2 separate regions of the Mus musculus genome follow, and region 1 is linked to region 2. Evidence: chromatin contacts called from public HiChIP or PLAC-seq data. All regions are on one chromosome and are shown on one strand. The core of a region is the stretch at or near the end of the contact, and the rest is flanking DNA. Distances in the headings are between cores, read along the strand shown. Region 1 overlaps Atf6 (activating transcription factor 6). Region 2 overlaps Atf6 (activating transcription factor 6).

What was found. HiChIP or PLAC-seq counts read pairs in DNA pulled down with a chosen protein or histone mark.
Region 1: a contact with region 2 is called in an H3K4me3 HiChIP or PLAC-seq map of bone marrow-derived macrophages, with 2.7 times the contacts expected there. The contact joins two enhancer-like sites. A contact is called at or near these places in 3 of 484 Hi-C or Micro-C datasets (centroblasts, nephron progenitors and ventricular fibroblasts) and 4 of 115 datasets of contacts at active chromatin or transcription factors (bone marrow-derived macrophages, cardiomyocytes, kidney and 1 more).

Annotation. Positions count from the first base shown.
Region 1 is chr1:170,792,095-170,798,035 of GRCm38.p6, reverse strand. It overlaps Atf6 (activating transcription factor 6), which reads left to right. Exons shown (of 16, transcript NM_001081304.1): 11 at 3,266-3,379; 12 at 3,980-4,079. Among named protein-coding and RNA genes, the nearest start is that of Gm25235, 38 kb to the left of the region's middle. Within about 2 kb of position 2,090, at least 71 of the 459 cell types and tissues checked have an H3K27ac peak or open chromatin away from gene starts, as enhancers often do. A contact at or near this core is called in bone marrow-derived macrophages and centroblasts, where this site is marked.
Region 2 is chr1:170,707,251-170,712,805 of GRCm38.p6, reverse strand. It overlaps Atf6 (activating transcription factor 6), which reads left to right. Exons shown (of 16, transcript NM_001081304.1): 16 at 2,719-5,555. The coding sequence ends at 2,927. Among named protein-coding and RNA genes, the nearest start is that of Gm23523, 42 kb to the left of the region's middle. Within about 2 kb of position 3,590, at least 87 of the 459 cell types and tissues checked have an H3K27ac peak or open chromatin away from gene starts, as enhancers often do. A contact at or near this core is called in bone marrow-derived macrophages and centroblasts, where this site is marked.

The DNA.
Region 1 (5,941 bases), core at 841-3,340, 87 kb before region 2:
ACGTTGAGCCATCCTTGCATTTCTGTAATAAATCCTGCTTGATCATGATGTATTGCCTTGTTCGTATGTTGGCTTTGAGTTGCTAGTACTTTGTTGAGAGTTTCAATAGCTATGATCATCAGAGATTTGGGTCTATGGATCCCTCTTTTGGGTGTGTTCTTGTCTGGTCTTGATGTCAGAACAACTTTGGAAGGGCTTCCTCTCTTTCACTTCATTGGGCTGGTTTTAGAAAAGTTTGCATCAGTTCTGTTTTGCTAGTTCGTGTTTTAAGTCTCATTAAGGTGCCAGGCTGGGCCTCAGCTTACCCATGTTCCTATCTCAGCTTTTGGGACAGCAGGCAGGCTAACATGTGGCATCATGCCTGGCTCACACTGGCTCTTCTTTGCAGTTGCAGTGCAACTGTCTAGCCTGGCCTTGTGCTTTTATTTGGGGGGAGGGTGTGTGGACTTTATAACAAATTCAGTTTTCTTACTTGCTATGGGCCTGTTCAAGTTTTCTATATCATCACCTGTATTTTTAAATGCCTCATTTTGTTTCAGTTTAGGAGAGTTATGGTTTAAATAATGGAAGGATAGATTATAATCCTATTGTTCAACCATGTATTTGTTTGTTATTAGCATATTACCACTAGCAAATTTCAGTTGCACAGATTTTTTTCAGTGTTAGAAGTATATCTGTATATATTCATATCTGTATTTTTAATAGTATAACTTATCAGCCAAATGGGACACTTTTATGAAAGAATAGTAGTATAGTGAGAGCTGGTATTAATTTTTACCTCAGGACATAGGGCATCAGGCTTAAATCACAGTTGTCTTCTAGTAAACAGGAAAGGGTGGTTTCCGCTTGAGGCATCGGCCACAGTGTCTTTAGGAATTCTCATCAACTCTAGCTTCCAGCATTGCTCTTTCCTGTAGTGATTTATTTGCTGAAATTTCTTTTATCTGTATAGGACGGCTTGCAGAGAGCCTGGATCTCTGACTGTCTTTGGGTTAATAGGGTCTGATTGTCTCCAGATTGCATGCTCGCTTAGACTCTCCCCTTCTTTTCTTCCTCTAACCCTGTCCTGTCTACCCTTGCATTTCTCCTACCTGATAGTTTTCTTCTCTGTATTTCTAGCTGTTAGAACAAAGCTAACCAGCCCAGGTATGCAGAAATCATTGCTAGAGATTAATCATATGGAGAGAAAATTACAGGTCAAAAATACAGTTTTGAAATCAATTTTGGAATTCCTGGTATTATTAAGTATGCAGGTGTGATTTTCAAATAACCTGTGTGTGTGTGTGTTCCATATAACTTTAGCTTCCACTTCTTTTCTCTCATGTGTGCCATACTCAGAAATCATTACTTTTATTCTGAAATTAGTTGTGTGTTGAGGGTGACTTGGGGGGCATGTGTTCATTGTGGCAAATCTTGGCTAAGTGAGTCACTCCCTAAAAGACTTTTCCTTCTGCATTGTTAGAGTTTTTACCCTCCCTCCCTCCCTCCCTCCCTCCCTCCCTCCCTCCCTCCCTCCCTCCCTCCCTCCCTCCCTCCCTCCCTCCCCCCTCCCTTCCTTCCTTCTTTCCTTCCTTTTTTGACTGGCTGCTGTTCGTAGTATTAGGGATTCCGTGCAGGGCTTTGAATAGGCAAGTACTCTACCACTGTGGTATTTCCTTGCCCCTGGATAATTGAGACAAACTCTTGCTCTGTAGCACATGCTGGCTTTGAACTTGTGATCTCCTGCCTTCGCCTCCTGTGTGCAAGCTTATCCTGCCCACTCAGTCTTCCTTCTTCCTTTCTGATTTTCCTTGTAAGCTTCTCCTTTGTCCAGATCCCAAGCTTTAAAGCTGTGAACTCTGTTTATGTCCTGCTAAAGTGACTCATCTGTACCACAGCCTCCAGATGCGTAAACACGGGTGATTCTCAAATTTCCGTTCACAGATCGGACTTCTCATACACATGCTCACATACCCAGTCATGTCTTGACTTTTTTCTTTTCCATATTTAACTAATATTTGGTTTTGGTACAATTCTCAGGCTTAAGGATAAGTTGAGGTATCTCACTTCTCACTTAGTAACTTCCCTTTTATTCAGCAAGTCCTAATTATGAGCCGGACTCTGGCTTCCTGACTTCCTCTTCTGTCTGTCCCACGTGCCCAGAGCTCTTCAGCAGCTTTCCTTCTGAGTCTTTTTCTCACTTGCTTTTGTCTCGTATACTCTTCCCCTAGTTTCTGCGCAGCTGGTTTCCTCTTGTCTTTTAGCCTTGCCATCTATGATCCTTTCCCTAGTTTTATCTGAAGTAGATCCTGCATACTTTGCTGTTTGAGTCCTGTGCTGCTTTTACAACAGTTAATATGGTTTTGCTGTATTTTATGCATTTGTTCTCTTGGGTTTGCTCTGCTTTTCCTGTTAGCTCTTTGAGAATAGACTGTTGCTCTCTCTTGGGTTACCCAGCACATAGGTGCCGCTCCACAAATATTGAATGAATAAGTAAAAAGCATGAAGCCTACCATGTTCACTTGTATATATATATATATTTTTGTATTTTAGCATACCCAATTTGTAAATTCATAGTATCTTATAAAAAAATACAGAAGATTTCTTAGTGAGCTAGATTAAGATACAGACTGAAGGATGTACACAGTAGTAAATGGTCCTGGTTCATAATCTGATTTTCAACTCGTACTCTAGGTAGGAATCATGTGACATAAAACAGTAGCAAAGGGACAAACGTGTACTTTTTAAGTTATTGAGTAACTAGTCATTGTCATTTAGTGTTTTGTTAGTGATTCAAGGTCATCCATGGTTTTAAAATTTTTGTCCAGCTTTTCAACTTTGTCATTTTTCTCCTGCCAAACATTTTAGGTCTTCCTCTACCCCCACTTCACACAAACTTGCTTGGAGAGACTGAGTTTGTTGACACAGTATGGCAAATGACCACAAACCTGTAGCCTTGTCATATAACAATCATGTCTTTTCCTGTCGACTGCTAACTCAATTAATTTCTCCTCCACTCCAGCAATAGGGAAGTTTATTGAATTCACACACAGCAGGTGCTGCCCAGTAAATAGTAGCTAAGCAAATGTGAATTACTCTGCCAGCTCTTAGAAACTGAGAGAATGACAGTCCACCATATGGTTTATATTTAATTCTTTCTGTTATGTTCATTTCAATCTTACAACATGTTTAATTTGGTATATGTTTATTTTAATGAAAACTGACAGTAGTAAGCTTTATAAAATTTATGATACAAGGAAATGATTTTTGTCTGTCTTTGTTTCAGCTATGATCACTCTGTGTCCAATGACAAAGCTTTAATGGTGCTAAGTGAAGAGCCATTGCTTTATATGCCTCCACCTCCATGTCAACCCCTGATTAACACAACAGAGTCTCTCAGGTAACGGGTGTGGACTGGTGCAGAAACTACCGAGTGGCCTCCCATGGCAAACTTCAAACTTAGCAAAGCATTTCTTCAGCTTTAGTAAGAGGCCAAGAGAATCTGACTTGCATTGGATAACTGCAAGCCAGGATAACAATTGTCCAGGTAGCGATGGTGATGGGTCCATTCATTGTGATGGTCATCTGCTTAGGTGGGTCTTGTTTGAATGAAAGGATGAAGTGAATGTTAAAATTTAGGGTAAGGCTAGACTTGTGGACTTAATATTCTCAGCAGATAATATCCTTTTTTTTTTTTTTTTTTTAATTAGGAAGGTGATATCTGACTATGTTATTCTGGACATATATTCCATTATTTCTCTGAATTTTGAACTTATGATTGAGGAGGTTACCTTATAACAATCCATGTCTTATTCAAAATTTAAAAAAAAGTATTAAATGTCTTAGTTTTCTTTTTTTTCAAATTAAATCAAAAAGCATTGTAATGTAGTCAGATATGTTGGGCTGTTCTTTGGGTCCTATAGAACAATTAAATTAATTTTCAACAAAAGAATAAGCCAGTTAACTACTATCAAATATATTTGATTACTTTGTTTTATAGGTTGAACCATGAACTTCGAGGCTGGGTTCATAGACATGAAGTGGAAAGGACCAAATCTAGAAGAATGACAAATAGCCAACAGAAAGCCCGCATTCTCCAGGTCGGTTCTGCTTGTGTCTGAAGAAATGACAGTTCAGGCTCTGGGGATCCCCTCCCAGGGGACTTGCTTTCTTCCCTGGGAGATTTGGGAACTTCAGCCTCATTTACTTCTCACTGTGGCTGCTTCTGATGCCGCAGCCATTGCTGCTGCTTCCTGTACTCCCATTCCGTCTCTCTTCTCTCTCTCTCTAGCAGGCAGGGTACTGTATCAAAGTCATTAACTCTGGCTGTTAGAACAGCCTCAGCGTCTTTGTAGCTGGATGAGATAGAAAGTCATCTCTTACTTCATAGCTCTAGGCTTTAGGAGGAATCACAATGAAATAGCTTCCAGGCCAGGGAATGTAAATGCAAATGTTGAAGCCCCAGGACAGATCAGTTTGCATATTTACAGAAGCTCAAGAAGTTGAGTAAAGCTGGGGGTTGCTGTGACTGAGGGGAGAGTGGTCAGATCTGAGAGAGCTTAGCGAACGCTAGGGCTCTGGTCTGAACTTCAGATTTCATTCTAGGCATGAAGGACACCACTATTTGGTGAGGGGAATGACTTGATCTGATTTATATATTTGAAAAGTCTTTTTGGCTAGGACTGGTAGAGCTCATTAGTGAATTTGGGAGCAGGATTGTTGACTTCCAGGCTAGCCTGAAATATATAGTGAGACTTTGCCTAAAAATGAAAAAGAAAGAGGAAACAAAAATGATCATTCTAGGTGCTACACAAAGCAGACTGATGGGGAGTGGGAGTGGGTGTAGGCAGGTCAGGTAAACTGCATTCCAGTGGTCTAGATGGGAGGAGATCTTTGGGTCTATTCTTCTGTGTTAGATATGAAGGGGTAGGAAGGAATGGAGACCTAAATATATTTGAAAGTAAAACTGTTAAGGAATTGCTGCTATAAAATAAAAAGGAATTGGTGATAATTTCTGTGTCTTAGGTGCTGGATTAATACTGATGCCATTTATAGAGACAGAAACTGGGGGAGGAGTTAGAGACAGGAGTTAAGAGCTTTAGATACAGATTTTAGACAGTCAGTTGAAGAAGTCCAGAAGACAGCCACATATCCAAGTCTGGACCGTAGGAGAGAAGTTGAGGCTAAATATTTAATTTGGGGTGCTACTTCCCAATGTGAAACTGAAGAGGAGAGAGAGTGTGATAAACTAGTGCAAGGCATTGCACATGTGTGGGCTACAAAGACCTCCCTTGGTGTCTGGACAGCAAGATGGAGGACAAGAAAGGGCAGTGTGGCTCCCATCCAAGCCGACAGGCTATGGGACAGTGAAGACAGTTACTATTAAATCTCACCATTCGAACCCCCCGGAGACCCTGGAGCCTCTTTTACTGTGTCTGTGATGACAGAAGCCCAGGGAAGGGAACGTGGGATGGTAACAGAAAAGTGGCAGTAATTGCTGCAGAGAATTCTCCAGGGATGGGGATAGAGAATAAGAGTCAAGAAGAAGGTTTGGTTTTAGGATGGAAAAAAATTTCATCTGCTTTCCCTGCTTGCCATAGGTGCTAATAGAAACATCTTGCTGAGCATGGTGGTACTCACATGGTGGCACTTGGCTTATATCCTAGCTCTTGAAGGGCAGGAGAAAGAGGCAGGCAGTATTCATGAGTTTGAGGCCAGCCTAGTCTACACAAGTTCTAAGCCAGCCAGGGCAACGTAGTGAGACCCTGTCATAAAAAGAAAGAAAGGGAAGCCGGGTTGAAGGAAGGATGTGACAGTAATTTGCATCTGAATTTTAGGCCATCTTGGGCTACATAGTGAATTCCCAGCCAGTTTGGGTTGGAGAACTAGAGTGGAACTCTGCCTCAGGTTGGGGTAAGAGGTGGGGAAAGGGAGAGAGAAAGAGGGAGAGGGAGAGGGAGAG
Region 2 (5,555 bases), core at 2,341-4,840:
AATCACCATGTCTGATCTCAAATTGTACTCCAGAGCAATTGTGATAAAAGACTGCATGGTACTGGTACAGCGACAGACAGGTAGATCAGTGGAATAGTTTCTTTCTTTAGTGCCTTAAAATTTTCATTTTAAAGTTCCTTTATCTCCTTGGTTAGACACATTCCTAGGGGCTTTCTTGTTACTGGGGCTGTTTTGAATGGAATAATTGATTCTAATTTCTTTCCTGGCAAATTAATTGTTGGTATGTAGGAAAACTACTGATTTTTAACATATTGGTTTTGTGTTCTGGCACTTTGCTAAAAACAGAGATTTAAGAGTGTTTCCATCGGGAGGCAGAGGCAGGTGGATTTCTGAGTTCAAGGCCAGCCTGGTCTACAAAGTGAGTTCCAGGACAGCCAGGGCTATACAGAGAAACCCTGTCTCGGAAAAAAAAAAAAAAAAAAAAAAAGTGTTTCCCAGCTTCGGTGTATCTTAAGAAGTGGAACCATGGTTTCCTTTAAGTGCAGAATGATGTCACCTGAAAATGGGGTCAGTTTACTTCGTACTTTGCTGTTATATCCCATTTATTTCATCTCTTACTGCTCTAGCTGACTTTGAGCATTCTTTTGAATGAGAGGAGGAAGAAGGCACCATTGTATCCTTCCAGATTTTAGAGGAAACGTTCCCTGCTCCTTTAATGTTGACTGTAGGTTTGCTATATGTTGCCTTGATATGTTTGGTCTGTTCCTGGTTTCTTTAAGCTATTCTGAAGGCATGTAGAACTTTTCCAGAAACCCTTTCAGTGTGTCCTGAGGTGATTAACCCATTTCTGTCTTTAAGTCTGTTCATGTGCTGCGGCACATTTGTTGATTTGCATATGCCGAACCAGCCTTGTATCCCTGAAATGAAATCACATTTGTTCTGATGTGTGATCGCCGACGCGGTCCCTTTGTTCATGTGTCCTGGGCTTTTCCTCTGAGTAGGTTTTGTTTGGAGTCCTGCTCTACCAGCTCTGCTAGCCTGTTGATATTTGCTAGGAGGGCTGATTCTACCTTTGACTCTTAGTTTGTGGATAACGTTGCCAGTAAGTTATTTCTTGGAGACGGGAAATAAGTTTGTTTTTTAATGCAGTCAACTTGTATTATTTTCAATGGTCAGTTGAAGTTATTGCTTTTAAGGTTATAATTGAGAGATGCTTGCTATTTCCAATGGTTGTTAGCAGTTGTTCTGGCTGTTTGAATTATTGGTAATTTTTTTCCTCCTGTTAATATTAGGGGTTTGCTAGTTTCCTGTGTCATGCATAATGAATTGCTTCTCATCTCTGCTTTGGTTCATGAATAAGACTGTCTTTTTCCTTCCGCCTTGTGTAGTCTTTAAGTGAGTTCTGCAATGCCAGCTTCCTTATCAGGAATTACTTTACTTTGTGCTCATCTTGAGATGTCAGGAAATAGCTTATTGCGTACAGTGTTCTTGCTTGGTATTATTTATGGTTAGGGCTTGAAGTATCTCATTCCATGCTTTCTTAGCTTCTAAGGTTGCTAACAAATCTAAAGTTATTCTGATATATCTTCATTGTATATGCATCAACTTTTTCCATTATGCCTTCTAATATTGTTTCTTAGCTTTATACTTCTGGCATTTGGAGCAGTTAGTGTTAATTGTTAACTTGACAGAATCTAGAATAATCTGGGAGATGAGCCTTTGGGCAAGCACATGGGAGATTTCGTGATTGCTTTACTAGAGGTAGGATGGCACACTAGGGATGGAGTTGTTCCCTGGCTGGACTCCTCAACTATGCAAATGGAGAGCAGGGGCTGAGCAGTAGCAGCGTCCACCTCTGTCTGGTTCCTGCTGTGGATGTAAGGCCACCAGCTTCATCAAGCTTCTGCCATCTTGACTTCTTCTCCTTGGTGGAGAGGCCAGAATAAACACATCCTTTCTTCAGGTTCCTTGGTCAGGGTCTTTTATCCCAGCAACAGGAAAAAAAAAAAAAAACAAACAAAGAAAAACAAGACAGCATCGTAGTTTAACTATGATACGCCATTGAAAGGTTCTCTGGTCATATCCCTTTGGGGCAATGGCTCACATATTTGAATATCCATTTCCTTCTCTGGCTATAATTTTACTGAGTAAATATAGTCTCTGCCCTTAGGCTCTAAGTCACCTCCTCCTGCCCATGTTTTGGTTTTCAGAAGACATATCAGCATTCTTGGATGCTGGTCATGTTCACTGTCCCCAGAAGGTTTAGTGACAATAGAAGTAGGGTACCTGTTAGGAAACTTGAGGGTGTGAGTATCTAAGTAGTGAAATGAGGGGATGGGAAAGAGAAGAGGAGGGAAGTAGGAGTAAGAAAGAAACGATAGGGTTTGAGGCTGAGATGTAGAGGAAATCCTGTGGAGACAGTGGCCTCAGATGAACAACTAATGCACAAAAGTGCAAGGGATTTCAGTAGGGAATGTGATGAGCAGAAGACATAGGGCCTTAGTATTTCTTCTTTGTTGGGATGATGGGATAGGTTTCTTCCTCCTCCTCAGTTTTCTTGTGTATCAGTCTCCACAGGTTGAGGGAAGGGTACAGCTCTTACTGAACCAGTGAAGACTCTTGGAGAACTAAGTTGAGGAAAGGGCAGGGCATATTGGCACGCAGATGCAGAAGCTGATAAAGCTCTGTAGCCTTGCAAGTGTATTGACTGCTCCCACCCTGAACCCTCTGTTGAATCCTGTGTCTGCTCCTCTGCAGATAATGTGATCAATGGGCAGGACTATGAAGTAATGATGCAGATTGACTGTCAGGTGATGGACACCAGGATCCTCCACATCAAAAGCTCCTCGGTTCCCCCTTATCTCCGGGATCATCAGCGGAACCAAACCAGCACCTTCTTTGGTTCCCCTCCAACAACCACAGAGACGACCCATGTGGTCAGCACCATCCCTGAGTCGTTGCAGTAGTGCCCGAGCTGCGCTGGACAGCAGAGACTGAAGAGCTGGTGAAGATGCTGCTCTCTGCCTCTTCGGCAAGCAGAGACTTGCCTTGTACGCAACTCCAGGGGAAGAGGAAGAGAGAACAGGAAGTGCGCTGCTTGTCACCGTCCACCCAGTGGGGTGGAACATGCTAGCGAGCAATTCTCTGGTGGCAGTGCAGCCCTGTGGGCAGTGTCGCCTGGTGTTGGTTCTGCTGTGTCATCTTTAGTGCTTTTCTCAATGTGTGTTTGGTTCTCAGTTATCTTCCTTCAGGTCAGACCCACTTCCTCTTCTGTCCACTGCACTTCCTGGTGCAGTAAAGAGATTTGTATTTAAAGCTTTAGAACACATGCTCATGTGGTTTCCACCAATTGGCTTTCTCTCTCCTTTGGTTCAAATCCATTCTGAATGTTATACTTGAGAAAACACATTTCAAAAAACCGAGCAGCCAAAAACATCCCACAAAGAGTCAAAACAGTTTAGAGTTTGGGTAAAGGGATTATCTCCAGTTGGTAAGAGTTTATTTTTACTTGTGATTTGTGGTTCAGCCCTGGACAAATAACTGTTGTGGGGGTCACAGAGTGAGCCACACACTGGAGACAAGGGAAGGGAAGGCCAGTGGTGGAATGTAAGGGGAAGTGACTCCATTTTCATATGTATTTAAACACAGAGTTCCTGTGGCCTCGGTAAGCTCAGAGCTATAGCCACCCTCAGTGTTGGAACTCGGCTAATCAGCAGAGATCTTCAAAGATCTCAGGGCACATGCTTGCCTCTCATTGTGGACCCTCAGCCCAGAGCATACTCCTGTGAAACCAGACTCAGCAAAGGGACTTGGAGGTCACTAGGCTTAAGCAAGACTAGAGAGTTTCCCTTAAGGACCAACAGTGCACAGAGCAAGCATGGCTTCCCAGAGAAGCTGCAGCACAGTATGGTGAAGTTCTCAGTTTTTCCAGTGGAAAGATGATAAAGGAATTAAGCTCTCTTTGTTGTTGCTATGGCTGTGAACATGGCTTTAATCCTAGCACCATTTGGAAGGAAAGGCAGGCTTTGTTTGATATCAGCCTGGCCTACATTTCAAATTCCAGGACAGGACAGCTAAAGCTATATAAAGAACCCACCTCAAAAAATAGATGAATGAATAAATGAGTAAATAAACAAATACAAACAAAAAGCAAAGTTATGTTCACATATATTTTATTGTATTTTGCCTGCTTCCTTCACCATAGCAAGCAGCCACATTTCTATTGCACTGTACATTGTACGTTACAAGTTCACAGAAATGGATGCCAGGACTCATGTCAGTCATGTGCTGCCTCCCTTCCCAGGATTTCAGCAGGTTCTCATAGACTCTTCCCAGCTGGCTTGCCATTGTCAGGTGGTCCCATTCCAGTAAGCACAATGGCGGCTAAGTCCTCTTCTCTCTACAAGGAGTGACACACAGTCAGGTCATCTTTTGCCTGTGGCCCCATTATGCCTGGCACTGTTCACCAACAACTGTTCCCTGGACAGCACTGCTGCCATCTAAGCTAAGGTGAGATGTTTTCAGGGCAGGGCCATTCTTGCTGAATTCAGTGCCGCAGTCCATCCTGATTGGCTCTCGGGTGATTTTCAGACAAGACCTGTTTGTCCCGGGGGCTGGTCCTCTAATGGGTGCCAAGGAGAAGATACCAAATACATGGAGTACCTTTAGGAGTAGCCATTTGTGGGGGAGGTGGGCTACCCTGTGGCCATGTCCTTCCTGCCTGTGAAGCAGCTCAACACGAGGATGTGACTGTGGCTGTGGACAGAGGCAGCACACGCATTCCTGATGCTGATCTGCTGAGACACGAATAGAATCTGCAGTGACTCCAGTGTACCAGTGCCTCAGATCAAAGACCTCAATAGTGTCACGTTTGCTAAGGCTGATGCCTCTCCTACAGGTAACAGTGGGGATGACCGTTGGAAGGCACAGCCAAAGAGCAGACAGAAGTTAAGGTGGCCACAGCACAGGTCAGGGATCCAAGGAGCTGGGGAGGACTGCTCAAAACTAGTCTGGAAGCTTGCCTTCTCTGCTCCTGCTGACCATCAGGTCCTGTCATTACCACTCTCAGGTCCGTCTTATGAGATGAGGAATGGGGCCCTCCTCAGGGGAGAGTTTCAGAAATGAGGGAAAGGCAATTATAGATAGAAAGAAGTATCCTGCCATTTAAATTGCTGAAAGAGCTAGAATCCCTGGGCTCGGTAGTTTGTATCTTAATGTTTGTGCGCTAGCACAGGCCCATTGGAGAGGAAAAGCTGTTGTCCTGGGAGCAAAGTAAGCAGCCATTCAGGTCTCATTTTTTATTTTGGTATGCTTGCCCTTGGGTGTTTATAGTCCGGAACTGTAGGAGCTATGTATGTACATAATATATATATTTTTTAATTTATTAAGTTTTAAAATGTGATTTTTCAAGATTATGAAAAAATTAAATAAATTTGAGCTAGAGAAATGGCTCAGTGGTTAACTTCGCTTACTGCTCTTCCAGAGGACCCAGGTTCAGTTCCCAGCTTTAAGCCATCTCTAACTCCATTGGGGACAGGCTAGGGGATGGGATCCTCTACCTTTTTCAGGCCTCTGCAGACACCAGACACACATAA